Regions from separate parts of the Anser cygnoides genome. Here region 2 is linked to region 1. A link is a contact called in public Hi-C data. All regions are on one chromosome and are shown on one strand. The core of a region is the stretch at or near the end of the contact, and the rest is flanking DNA. Distances in the headings are between cores, read along the strand shown. Region 1 overlaps LARP1 (La ribonucleoprotein 1, translational regulator). Region 2 holds the start of FAXDC2 (fatty acid hydroxylase domain containing 2).

The links. Hi-C and Micro-C count contacts between places; a contact is called where the count stands out from the background.
Region 2: a Hi-C map of liver shows a contact between it and region 1, with 2.5 times the contacts expected there. The contact joins the promoter of FAXDC2 here to the enhancer-like site in region 1. A contact is called at or near these places in 2 of 7 Hi-C or Micro-C datasets (both in liver).

Annotation. Positions count from the first base shown.
Region 1 is chr14:7,363,063-7,369,812 of Taihu_goose_T2T_genome, reverse strand. The region is part of intron 2 of LARP1 (La ribonucleoprotein 1, translational regulator); the gene reads right to left. Among named protein-coding and RNA genes, the nearest start is that of LARP1, 23 kb to the right of the region's middle. Within about 2 kb of position 5,487, at least 3 of the 3 cell types and tissues checked have open chromatin away from gene starts, as enhancers often do. A contact at or near this core is called in liver, where this site is marked.
Region 2 is chr14:7,399,498-7,406,550 of Taihu_goose_T2T_genome, reverse strand. FAXDC2 (fatty acid hydroxylase domain containing 2) reads left to right here and starts at 1,558. Exons shown (of 10, transcript XM_066977234.1): 1 at 1,558-1,749; 2 at 4,552-6,349. The coding sequence starts at 6,310. It overlaps CNOT8 (CCR4-NOT transcription complex subunit 8), which reads right to left and starts at 1,525. Exons shown (of 6, transcript XM_013176015.3): 1 at 1,357-1,525; 2 at 1-127. The coding sequence starts at 1,473.

The DNA.
Region 1 (6,750 bases), core at 4,238-6,737:
TCGCTCCGCGCTGGAGACTTTGAAGTGTCAGTAAGGCAGAGTCAGGCACTGCAGCATGGAGCCATCTGCGCTCCCCCTCCCCAGCTCCCTTTTGTAACGCTCCCACGTGGCGATTTCGTTCCCACGTGGGGATTTCACCCCAGGGAGAGCCCGAGCTCTCAGCTGGGTCCCCAAATCCTTTCCCTTTCCCCCAGGAGCAGCGCAGCCTGCTGCCGCCGCCCCCGCCGCCCAACAGCGGCGATCCCCACGTGCGCCTCACTTATTCCACGTGCACCTCAATGAAAATCCCGGCTCCACGGCGCAAAGCTTGCCACGAGGCTTTTAAACTTCCCCACCAGCGTAGGAAGAAAGAGCACTTCCAAACCAGCCCCTAAAAATCTTCCACTCAACACCCACGGATGTCACCAACTAAATATAGCTTCAAAAGGCGCCGAGCGCTACAGCGCAAACCCGCAGCCGGCCCGGTTTTCCGCAGGTAGGGAGCACCTGCCTTGCCCTGACAGCACCGAGGGACCTGGCACTGCTGGAAAAAAATAAAATAATAACTGAGCTCCATCCGCAGCCTGGCTGAGCACAGGGCTGGGGGGCAGCAGGGCTCCCCAGCCCGCTGCAAACCTCCCGCTGGACGCCTGCTCCCACCCCGCTGCAGCCCCACAGTGATGGGGACGGCCCCCTGCCCTCTTCTCCGGGTGTTTCAGCTCCGGAGCCTCGCAGGCAGAGATGTTTCTGAGCATCTTTGGGGGCAAGATGCCCTTTTGCGGCCCCAGAGGCCCCCCACACCCTGCCAGGACAGAGGAAGGCAGGGCAGAGGCGTGGGTGCCCCGGACTCCATCGTCTTTACGGGGGAGAGAGGAGCTGATTTAAGGCAACTAGCAGAACTTGTTTTATCAGCCAGATAGGAACAGGGAGCCCTTATCTAGCTGAGAGGACTAATTAGCATGTGCAGAGCACTGGGGAAGACAAAACACGCCGAGCACAGCACTGCAGCGGTGTGGGCACCGCAGCCTGACGGAGGGATTGATCCAGGGAGCGCAGCCAGGCCAGCGATGCGGCGGGGGCAGGATGGAGTCGAGACCCATCGAGATCTCTGACGGGATCGGGATGGGATCAGCACTGCTCACACGAAGGCAGGAGAGCGAGGGGGTGTGACTGTGCCGGCAGGCAGGCAGGCAGACGAGGCTACGCCATGCACTCGGGCTTGGAAAAAAGAAGCAAACCTTCCCCCAAGGACAGCGGTGCGTCGCGTGGCACACAGCCGGGAGGGCCCCTGCCAAACTGCACGGCAAAAATCCTGCTGCCCTGTCACTGCATCAGCTCGGTAAACGGGGAGCAACGGGGTGTCACTCACCCATATAGAGGCGTCCAGGGCAAAAAGTTGAAATGAAAAAATTAAGAAAAAAAAAGACACTTCCCTTTTGGTGCTTGGGACCACATAAAGGACTGCCAGGACACCCCCTGCAGCTCTCTGGGGCCACACTGACCCCATCCACGGCAGCAGCAGTGCCAGGGAGCAGGGCAGAGCAGGGGCAGTGAGGGTGCAGGGCAGCCACCCCCCAGGCACCCTGCAGATGGCCCTGGGGGCATCCAGCCCCGCAGAGGTCATCTCGGATGGATGCTCAGCGCCCCAGCTCCTTGCTGAGCAGGGCAGGGGGGCTGCCTGCAATCAATGGCTCTGCTGAAAACCTGACTGAGCACCCAGGGGAACCTCGGAAGGACACAAACCATCCTCCCTTCACTTCCCAGGGCGTGCAGAGCCTGCAGGTTTTGACTGATGTAAATACCAGCGGGAGACTGACCCAGGAGGTTTGTGCCCCGGCATATCCCAAGGCTCCTGTTGTGTTTGGTTGGTTGCAGTAAGATCCAGTTGCAGTAGCACTGCCTGAGAACCTGCACAAAGACCAGGCTGCCCCTGCGCTAGGGGATGGACAGGACGGCTGCAGAGGGAACAAGCCCATGTTTTAGCTGTGCAAGCCTGACAATGGGACAGAGACCAGAGAAGAAAGCAGTGGCTTGCCTGAGGTCGCAGAGCAGATGCGAGGGCAGTCAGAAATAGAAAGCAGGTCTCAAGTTTTGATCCTGACCGCTATCTGCGGCCTCCTGCCTCCTCCCTGCTCATCCTCAGCCCAGCGCTTTGGCCTCAGCAGCAAGGCTGCCAGAACTGATCCCCCCAGGCTGTGCCTGCTGCTGCCTGTGGCACCAAGGGGGGATCGGATCATCCTCGCATGGGGCTGCCAAGCCAAGCCAACTTTGCTGATCGAGGGGGCGATGCATGGGTGAGAGCACTGGGATCCCAGGACCAGTGCTGCTGTCAGACCCCTACCATGGCCCAGGCACAGCCAAAGCAGTCCCTGCCTTGTAGCACTTACTGCCTGAAGCACCTGCTCAACACCGAGATGGGTGAGGCTGTGAAAACTCTCGCGTTTTCCTTCCAGACAGGAGCTGGCTGCAGTAAAGCAGCCGTCTTCGTAAGTCTCAGGGCAAGAAGGGAGAGTCCAGGTGAGCAAACCCAATACCTGGGAGCAGAACAGCCACTGCACAAGGACCTGAAGCCTGCACAGTAACAGCTCTGCACCTGAGCGTGCTCCCCTGCGAGGGATCTGCTGCAGGACCACTGCACACAGCCTACGAGACACATTTACCGCCTCACCGGGGGAAATCGAACCCTCCAGCAGCCAGCCTGGTTCCCTGCCATCCTTTACACCCACCGCAGCCTGCGAAGAAATTTTTAAAAAGGCAGATGGGAGAGGTGGAATAGATCGGCAGGGCTGGACAGGGATCGGGCATTACGCAGCAGAAATATCTGCGTCTCCAGCAAGTGAGCTGTCCTGCCTGCCCCTGGCACCCCGCTCCGGTGCGGCGTGGACAAGCGCTCTTGCTCCAGCTGCGACAGCCTCTCAAAGGGCGGCCGATGCCCGCAGGAATGCGGAGTCCTGGGGCTCTGCACGTGCTCCAGCCCTGACACAGCACATCCTTCCCTCCCCAGGATCCAAGCCACCGGGACCCAAGTCCCCCCCTGAAGGGAGCAGGCCTGCCTCAGAGCCTTGCTAGTCTGCGGGCTGGCATCTAGGAAAAACTGCTGATGCGGGCGGGTTTTCAGCCAAGAGCCTGGACTTTGTGCTGCAGAGGCCGAGGCAGGGGCACGGCTCCGTGCTGCCGATCCTGTCGGGGTGGAAGCGGCGAGCCTGGAAGCCCCGGATTCCCCGGAGCAGCCTCCCTCCCTCCCACGCTGCACAGGATGCTACTTCACTGCTCAGTCACACCGTTTTTGTGCAGACTCATTGTGCAGGCACAGGAAGTCAGCCTGGGGGTAAGCCGCTCGCTCTGGAGGCAGCCAACACCTTCAGGGTCCGCTGGAGCGGGGCACGAGTCCCTCCAGGGACGCAGCACGCAGGGCAGACCTGGGGGACGGGGCAGCACTGACCCGCAGAGCAGCTCCCACAAGAAGCTGGGATCCAGCAGGGAGCGAGCCAGGGCTGAGCCCGACTTGGTGCTGGAGCCTGACTGAGCCCAGGCGTCAGAGGCCACAGCCGGTGATCTTTGTGCCCACCGGCACCACGCCTCCTCCAGAGAGGTTTGGAGGACGAGTCCTGCAGGGCAGACGCGCCCTGTAAGCTGATGGCAGCCTTCCCCTTCCCACCAGCCTTCCCCGCGTTACAAGTGGTGTAACGCCTGTCCCAAAGCCCTGCACACATCAGAAAATTCTGGGATTTACAGCACCGGCTGGCTTCGCACGCTGACGTTTTGTTGAGGACAGCACCAGGTACACGAAACCAGCCCGGTTCAGGGCAAACTGGGACACAGAGCGCGCCTCCTCCAGGTTCACAACGCCGCGCCGCTCTGCCTCCCACCGAACCGCAGCTGTAGCTGCAGGGGTGCGTGCACGAGGGTGGAAAATCAAGGGAGCACCGTAACGGAGCTCGCCTGGAGTTTAAAACGAGATGCTGCTGCAAGGAAAGCATCTTCTGGCACGACCAGGTGGCATCTCCTGCTCCGGGACTGCAGGGAACCAGCTGCAGCCAGCACCACTGCCTGGGGCACGCGGTCACACAGCTCCCAGCTGGCAGCACACCTCTGTGGGCAGGGCCAGCCGCTAGGAGGGATACTTCCAACACCTTCGCGAATTTTCTTGCACGTGCAAGAAAAACTGCTGTACGACGGGCGAGGTGAGGACCAAGCAAAAGCCCTCAAAGTGCAGAGCGGAGCAGGATCCCGTGAAGCACATGGGAAGCACGTTCGGCAGGAGCGAGACGAGCTGCAGGCGCCGCGGCTCAAAGCCTTCCAAGCAATTTTCTGCAGCTCCTCGGCAGACGGCTCCACCTCACAAGCCCTGCTGTAACAGGGAAGGAAGCGAGGAGCTGCCTACACTTCTCCGCAATGTAAGCTCTGCGACGGCTGCAAAGATCACTCGCTAAAAATAACTTCAAAAAGGGCATCTGACAGCGCTGCGGAGAGCATGGGAACACTCCTACCTGGGTGTCCTAAAGCAAGCTCCCGGAGCACGGGGGCTGGCCCCAGGAAAACGCAGAGGGGCAGGCTGAGGGCAGGCTGATGGGCGGCAGCGGGACGGAGCCAGAGCCCTGGGCTGGGAGCACGGCTCCGGAGCTTTGTTCCCAGCTCCGCAACGCCTCGCATCCCTCGGCTGATGTTCCTCAGATGGCTCCCGAGCAGGGGAAGGTGAATCTGCAGCCTGTCCCCTTGCTGACTGCAGCCCAAAGGCAGCGCAGGCGGGCACAGCGCTTCCCAACAAGCGGGGGCACCCGTTATTACGCAGCCCCGGTCACAGGGAGGCTACGAACAGAATTTCTTTTTGAACGCCTGTAACTGAGCTACAAGCTCCTGCACGCACACACCCGCAGCGTCTGACTCCCGTTTGCTCCCAGGACTGGTGTGGGTTTACCAGCGCTGCACAAAGCTCTCCCGCGGCCCTCCGGTTCAGGGTAAGAACCCTTCAGCTCACAGCCAAGCTGCGGTCAGGAAGGAGCGGGTAAAGAAATGCCACTGGGTGCTTCCAGCACTAACAGCACCAGCGAGGATGCCGTGGATTTTTCCTGGCACAGCTGACTGCTGTTAAAGGTAGCAAATGAACCATCTTAAGGGCAAGTGACATCTTTCGGCTGCCTTTTCAAGTGACATCCTTCCCCAAGAGAATTTCTAGGAAACTTTCACCACAGACGCCAAACACGCACGCCCTGCACCGACCCCTGGGTCGCGCAGGAGGAGACGACAAGAAATTCCCCAGTTTTCTGAGGAAAGCTGACTTCTCCCACGGTCTTTGCTGGGAGAGCCGGTGGCTCCCAAACTGCAGCAGGGACGCGGCCAGGGATGCCCAGCTCCCTGGTGCCACAAGCAGGGCGCAATACGGAGCCACCTTGCTGTCCCCGGGAGAGCGGAGTAGCGCCCACGGTGCCGCGCAGCTCCAGCCCCGGCGCCTGACCCGGCTTCCCTGGCACGGGCACGTCCCTGGCCGGCCGAGCACTGAGCCAGCAATTCCCCTGTCATCCCGCAGGAGAGCGACGCCAGCCGCTCCGATGCCTCCGAGGACATCTGCAAACGCTCCCCGGCGGATTAAACGGTTAATGGAGAGGGCTGGAAAAGCCGGCAGCGCTCGCGGCTCCCGCAGCGGCAGACGCCACGTCGGTCCTGCAACCTGTGGACGTCCGTCAGGGGCGGGCTGGGGCTGCAGACCCTGAGAAAAGAGGCGAGTTGGTTCAGCTGCTGCTCGGGGCGCCGAGGCACAGCAAGGGCACCTCGGCGGCGGGGCGGGGAGGACGGCGGGGCGCGCTCAGCACCGAGACGAGGCTGCAGCGGCCCGGGGAGAATGAGGGCAGGCAGAGGAGCCAAGCCGTGGAGGAGGCCGAGGGTCAGGCTCTCCTCCAGGGCGGCCCGGAGCCCAGCTGATAGTTCGTGACCTGAAAAAAAAAAAATCAGCGGCTGGGGAGAGGGAGGGGCGACGCGAGCAGGAAGTACAGGACGGCAAGGACAGACGCGCAGGACACGGCAGGACTCGCGACTCCTCGTAAAACGCCCGAGAAAAACCAACCCGCTCACCTTTGGGGGCTGCTGATTTGCAAATTAAAGGGGGGGTGTCCTACCAGCACTGGCCTCCACCCTCCAGGACGGACCCCGAGGGGTTTCCTCCGCTCCTGCTTACCTCTGCGGCACCGCTCTGCCTGTTCTGCCAGCCTCTAATGAAAAGCTAGTTAACAGTTAATTATTACCCATTCAGACACAAGATCCCCTACTCTGACTGACTGCCGGCCAGGAGGGATAAGACAATCACGTGACGCAAAAATCCCAGCCTTATGAAAGCACAGGCGACTATATTTAGTTTGAAAAACGATGACCCAGCGAGACCGCCCCTCCCGGGCCCGGCCTCGCCGCGGAGCTGACCTCCACACGGCGCGCTGCAAGCCCAGCACCGAGCCGGGTCGCAGCGCCGAGACCAGGGTGCTCAGCACACGAGTGATGCGGGGTGCACGTGGTCACACACGCACACACACACACACACGCTGCGGGTCCCAGCGGTGCCATCCCAAAGCACGGCACGGGCCGGGGAGACCTTCCCTCCCGCACGGTCCTTGGTGCTGCAGGTCACCTTGTCAGCGGCCGAGAGCTGATAAAGCACCAAGCGCGACAAACAGGGCCCAGCCCAAGGTCCTGGAGCTTATCTGGAAAGCAGGAGGTATGCCGGGAACCTGACCGGGGTGACCAGCACTGGGGGAGCACTCGGCACAGAGGCACCAGCTGCTG
Region 2 (7,053 bases), core at 309-2,808, 41 kb before region 1:
TGAAAGTCAGGCCCAGCTGGATAATTTTCAGAAGGTCAACATTGCACCGAAGGAGCTGATACTGATAGTCGATGGAGCTGCGGAATTCACCTATTGGCCTTACAACAACCCCCGGAAACTCTGTGTCCTGGGAAAGAAGAGCAAATCTTATTTCATCACTTGTTCCACCAGGAGAATGTTCAATTCCACACTTGCAGGTCTCAACGCTGCATTCTGTGAATCCTTCTATAAAAAACTCTTATTTTTAATCCTGTTTCATATTCTATTACGGATACTACACTGTTACAAGTGTTCTTTCATTTCCATCTACTATGTGAAAACTCTTTTACTTAGGCAGTGATTGTGTGCTATCTTTGCTGAAACCCAAACTTTTAGACTATATTTACTCTTAGATTACATCACGTAACTTCTACAGCATACACGAAAACTTTCATAAAGAACCCAGTGCTGCATATCTTACAACATTTCTCTCTTGCCCAATGTCTTTGTGTGTCCACTCCTACAACACAGCTATTAAAACAGGTGATGAACACTCTCAGTGAGATGAAACAGAACTCAAATTGAAGCGAGAGAGCTCACTTCCTATCAGCATATGGCAACAAAAGATTCTATTTACTTGCACAACTTTGTTCTACGTTGGATTTTACAGACCCTAAAGGGACGTGTATTTTTATGCCACACTTTTATAACAGACTTCTCACATCTTTAAGTTTAGTAACCCCAATCAAAGTTGGCATAACTTACAGTACCGTAACTAAAAACATGTATGGAACTGACCAGCTCCTGCCAAGTGAGTGTAGGCTATTAAGAGCAGAGAATCCTTCCAACCGGAGGATATTCTGGTCTTCTTAAGTAAAACCTCCTGGAACACACTGTCATATCTACAGCCAGAATATTTTTCTTCCACAAGAATCAACATCTGACCACACCAGAAAGAGACACTCCTGCTAACGAGCTGTCACTGGCAGGTTTCTCTTCCTACAGTTCTGCGTCAGTTTCCATAGCCAAAAGGGGAAAGAAATTCAAAGGACAAATACGGCGGCAGAACACTAAAGACTTTGTACATCTGACCCATTCCATTTTCTATTGCATAGGCTAACACACATTGAATGACTAAATATTAAATTAATCCAGTTGTTTCAGGTGGTCTCTCTTTCCTGCCTATCAGTCAATCTGAACACGACATATGCACTACGTTCTGGAAATGAACATGAACAGCTTTCTAGTTTTTCACCACTTCTAGCTTAATTTGGTCAGGAACAGGGGAAATCGTTTCTTGCCCAAGAACCAACTAAATCCCCTTCCCCACCCAAAACCCCTTCCCTGAGACAAGCAGATCACGTATAAAACATTTACCATCGCGATGTAGCTGTAACTTAGCACAATCTCTCGGATTTTCCTCATCTCCTCTTCCAGATTGTTTGCCCATACTTCGCAGATAACCTGGCTGTTCTCTGCAAGGGCTGCAGGCATTTTGCAGCGACCAGGGCAAAGACAGCCGGTGAATTCAGATGGCAGGGCAGAGCTGCAAGCTGCACGATCCAATCAGCGTGCTGTGCTAAACAGGTAAAAGAAATCGTGTTTTACATGAAGATCTCCGTGAAGGAAGGAAGGATTTGGCAGAGCAGCTCATGCTTCTGTTTGCACCTTCAGACAGCCCGCGTGAAGCTTGCAAGAGGATTTTGGGCATTTTGTGAGCCTGTGGACGCGGTGAAGGAGAAGCCGATCTAAAGCACGCCGGGCACACAGGTAACAGGGCAGGTACCGGAGCCCCTTACCTGCCCCCTACCCCACCCCGCACCGGGCTGAGGCACCCGCGCAGACAGCTCGGCTTCCCCCGGAGCGCCCCGCCGGCACCGCGCCCGCGCCAGGCGCCCCGCAGGCCGCGCCGAGGCCTCTCACCGCGGGGCAGAGCCGCGACAGGCCCCGGCCGGGCCCTTCCCGCCCCCACGCCCCGCTTACGGCCTCGGGGCGGCCCCGCGCGAACGGCCCGGCCCCGGGGGAGGCTCCCGGGACAGGCCCGGGGGGCTCCGAGGGGTCCCTGAGGGGCTCCGAGGGCTCCCGGCCCCCCCTCACCTCCTCGCCGCCGCCGCCCCCTGGAGCCGGGCCGGGCCCCGCCCCCCCGCGGGCCGCTCTAGCCGCCGCTCCCCCCGCGTCTCATCTGCTCCGGGCTCCCCCATCCCCTCCGCTCCCCTCCCCCCACCCCCGCCGCTACCTGCCCGGAAGCCGGGGCCGGGCCCGTGGCGCACCGCGCAGGCGCGATGAGGCCTCCCTCCGGGCCTTAGGCGGGATTTCCGGCTCGCCCTCCCCGGATCTCGCGAGAAGTGGGTGGGGAAGAGGCGGCGGCGGGCGGGCGCGCGCGCGCCGCAACGTGCCCTGCCGCGCGCCCGCCGCGCGCGCGCCCGCAGGGGAGGGGAGGGGAAGGGAGGGGGGAGAGGGAGGAGCGCTGCGCGGATCTGTGCGCATGCGCAGGGCCGCTGCCCTTGCGCTGAGGCGCGCCCCCTGCGCACGAGGGAGATGGGCTCGCCCGGCGCTCCCAGAGCGCGGAGCTTGGGCGAGTCCAAAGGCTGCGGGCGGGGGGAGGCAGCAGGGTGCGGGCCTTTGTCACCCTGGGCACGGCCCGACCCTGCCAGCGCCGCCTCGCCTCAGCGGTCGCTGTGGTGGCCCCGTCTGCCAGCTCTGAGCTGGCTCTGGCTTCTGTTCCAGAAACGTTATTTAAGTCACATTAACACCAAAACTTCACTAAAACAGCCCAACACGGCTTCTAGTGTCACGCAGCTGCCAGCACCACTGCTTTACTGGCTGATGGCAGATACGTGATTGATTTGGAAGCCTGTCTACGAATTATAACGCTTAGATAGTATTTCCTCGCTTTTAGGCTGCCAGCCTCCTCGGACAGGGTTGCATCTGTTAAAAATGGATTACATTTCTCATAGTGCTTCAGAATTGCTATCTGCCCAGCGTTCGGGGTCAGCTGGAAGCTTTCATTGACTCAGCAGCCTGATTACCATTTAGATAAATAAAAGTATCTGGAAAAAAAAATAAATCTTGGTATCTCTTACACTTCAGGCATAGTTCAGTCTCTCAGGTTTAGCGTTCATACCTCAGCAGAAATGCAGATGTAAATGGAGAGGTTTTTTCTGGACACTGCTCTCTGTCAAGTGACCTTGATGCTGTCAGCATCTTCTGAGCTCTATTTTGATTCAACGTTTATCTTTGTAGGTGATAGTTACTATTTTGCCTTCTGAGCTCAGAACTTCACTCAGGTTGTGTAATTCATGCAACATGCTAAATTGGCAGAAAGTTATCACCTTTAACAAAGAGAAGTTATTTTATGAAATGTCTGATCAAAAAAGCATTTCTACTAAGAGAAAATCAGACTTTGTGCGTTCCTCAGAGCTGAGCCTTGGCAGGGATTGCATTAACTGGAGGGTTTCTAGTGACGGTACCAGTTTAGGACACAGGCTAACCAACAAACAGAAGCAGCTTTTAGATTACTGCTGACCTGCACTAGACCCAGACTTGCAGCAGCAGGTAAATGAAGTTTACATCCTTATGACTAATACTCTAATCTGTCTGCTCCTACTGGGCATAAATCTTTCAGATAGAACCCGTGTCTGAATTGAACAGAGGTTAAAAAAGAACACTGAGGTCTGTGAAATTCACTGGCTTATCACATTCTTTAGGATACTGGATGAACAGCCCTCCCAGTGCAAGATCAAGTCCAAATAAAGGACAGGACAGCATTCATGCTCTTTAGATGCCAGTTCCCACTTCCTCCTCTGTACATGTGCAAATAGTTTGGAGGAATTGCATTGCTCCCTGTTGAGTCTGCTGTCTACAGTAAATAACAATTAGTAGCAACAGCTGAGAACTAAAAAAACTCTTTCCCCACTAGGGAATAGATCCCATTAGTCAAGAGAAAGCATTGATGAAAACAGCAAAGGTTCTAAGTCTGAAATGAAACAACAGCAAATGTTTACTGTACTGATGACAAACAGCACTGGTTGGGAGGGGAGTTCAGGAATATTCCTTCAAGAAAAAGTTAATTGATAAAAATATAGATATAGTGGTAGGTGCAAGAAATCAGGCAGACAACAAGGCACCACCGCTATTCGTGCTTGCAGATCTCTCTGCAGCATTAACTACTGCTAGCCTGAGATGTTGCTTACAACAGCATATATTGCTTCGTGCATGTATGGCCATGCAAAGCTAACCGTGAGGGAGAGGAGATGGTCCTTGTCTTTCCTTGAGTGGAAAAATAAATCTGGTTACTTATGTCAAGTAACACCCTCACTTCTTCAGTTGGACTAGATGATCTTGGAGGTCTTTTCCAACCTTAATGATTCCATGATTCTCAGAGCTTCGTTCATAATAGGACGCTGTATATTAGGTAAGTAGTAGATTAGGGCCACATCTGCATAATAAAGACAAATACTACTGTAAATTACATCTTGCAATACTGTAATTACAGACTTTATGGTCTGTAAGCATATTTAAACACAACTGAGCCCAAGCACATTCTAACCTGTTTGCATCTCATCCTTACAGACAGAACCAGTACCTGCAACTGACTGAAGACACTATGCAGCAACTGATGGTGAAATCTGTAGTTAGGACAACACAACGAAATCTTGGACTGCTGTTTTTGGCCACATTCCGCAGTAACCCTTATGCTTTCAACAAATACACCTTTGACTCATTCACTTGCACTGGCGTTTTCTATTTTGTGCTTAAAACATGAGTTAGGGCATTGCAAAAACTATTTAAGGTGTAGCTTTCTTTTTTATTCTCAGACACAGTCATTATCTCTTGGTGAAAAACTCTTACCTGCAGAGATGTATTCTGAATGCTTCACCGAGTGACAGCATGTGCACATGCACAGGGAACGCTGCCAGTACTGCCAGTGACATGGCCCTGGCTTCACATGACTTGTCTGGGAGGGGACAGCCAACTCCTGCCTGGAAACACACCCCCGACTCCTTTGCCTAAACCCTCATAAAGTTTCCGCAGCAGTAGTGAAAGGTGAGGAGTTGAACTCTGGGCTCTGGATAAACACAAAGGACCTCTCCTAGGCTACACTTAGCAGGAGGTAAGCAAAGAGTGGGCAGCCAGAGCTCAGGGGCATAACGGCTGGAAAATACATGGTTGAAACTCTGAAGAAATAATTAAAAGGCAATGTCATATGTACATTTAAAATAGGAACTGTAGTTGCCTTTAGATCTGTGCACTGCTTGGCACAGTAGGAGCCCCACCAGACACATCTAGTCTTGTCTCTCTCCATACAGCGTGGCTGATATGCAGCTTCAGGGTGACCAGGTAGGTTATCCTTACGTTTTTCCTTTCTATAGGTTCTGTACTTTCGCAGACAGTTGTACCCGTATTTCTCTCGGGCAGCATTTCCACCGTCTATGTACTATAAAGGTTGATTCCAGTGAAGTTTTAAAGTAGAAGTTTCAAGCAGGAAGGAAAAAAATACCAAACAACGGGGTTGGCAACCAGTCCATCACTGCGGACACCCAGTTATCCAGCTGTACCTGACAGCAGCAGGACTTAACTGGTGTCAGAAGAAGGATGCAATACAATGCGATACTGGGTACAGTACAAGGAGAAGCAGGCACTTGTGCAGTCTCAGTTTGGGACTATCTGGGCATCAGGAAATGTAAGGGGACAGCAAAGATGGGACATAAATAATGTAAACTTTAAAACAAATGTAAAAAGTATGGCAGTTCTTTTATTAAAGCTGTGTAACCGTTTTTTGGGGTTTTTTTTGTTTTTTTCCAGATTATTTTATGAATTTTAAAACATGACTTGGACAAACTAGCTTTTTCTGATAGTTGAAATGGAAAATACAGTGAAAGCAGATCTCATAGAGTTGCTGGAGAAATGATGAAATACATGGAAATAAAAAAAAATAGTTTGTACTGGAATTCTTTACTGCCTAGTGCCTGTTTCCCTTTTAATATCAAGAGCATGATCAGAAAAACAATTACTTTTACTGCAGGATTTAGAATTTAGTTTGGATCAGATTTTCTGTTAACTAGATTGAAATAACCTAAACAGAGCCTTTATTTTACACAGCACCAGTTCTATCTAATGCTAGCAAATAGCTGCAGACAGCTGAGGTCCTCACTGTTTGCTTCGGGGCTGTGTGACATGCCAACAAGAGATCAGTGCCAAGTACTTGGAAGGATTTTTTTTTGTTTGCCAAAACAGCCGTGGTGACATGAATGCTTTTGTTTATGTACTTGATGCATTCTGAATCAGAAAAGATATTATCCAGTGAAAAAAAAAGGGGTAGGCAATGAGATGCTGGGGAAGGACATGATCCATCAAAATTTGTCTTCATGTAAGTAATGTAAAATTTTATTCTGTAAATGTGACAATAAAGGTAGCTGACTCAGATTTAGGGGAGAGGAAGGTTAAGCAGATACGTTTCAAACTAGAAGGCTTTGCTCAACAAAGACTGCTATTGTAATCTGATTATTTTAAAAAGGAGGAGGACTAGAAATGCAATTACAATTTTAACTCCTTCTCAAACTCACACAATGTGAGACTCAGTCAAGCACTGGTTCTTTCTCTTCCCAGGAACTCAAAGCAGAGTCACGCTCTCACCTGTGCTCTGCTCTTTAGCCCTTTGCATGCAAAGACTCAGCAGGGATTGAATCAGCACTGCTGTATGGAGCTGCAAATAGTAACTAAGATATCTGCCTCTCTGAGATCTAATGTCTATTACAAGATTACCTAGGAGTAGAATAATCTCTTTTACCACAGATAACTATGACCAGTATTATTTTCTGTACTGTTGTAGCAGAATAAGTCGATGGTGCTGTTTTCAGCTCCCTCCTGGGTGCTGTAGGGAAGACAGGGAGGTGCACAACAAAAGGACAAGGGATGCAAGTTATAACAGGGGAAATTCTGATGAGATATTAGGAAAAAAAAATACAGTAGAGGTAGTCAAACACTGGAACACATTTCCTGGAGAAGCTGTAGCATCTCCCTCCATGCACATACTCAAAGCTCAACAGCTCAAGGCTCCAAACAACCTGATCT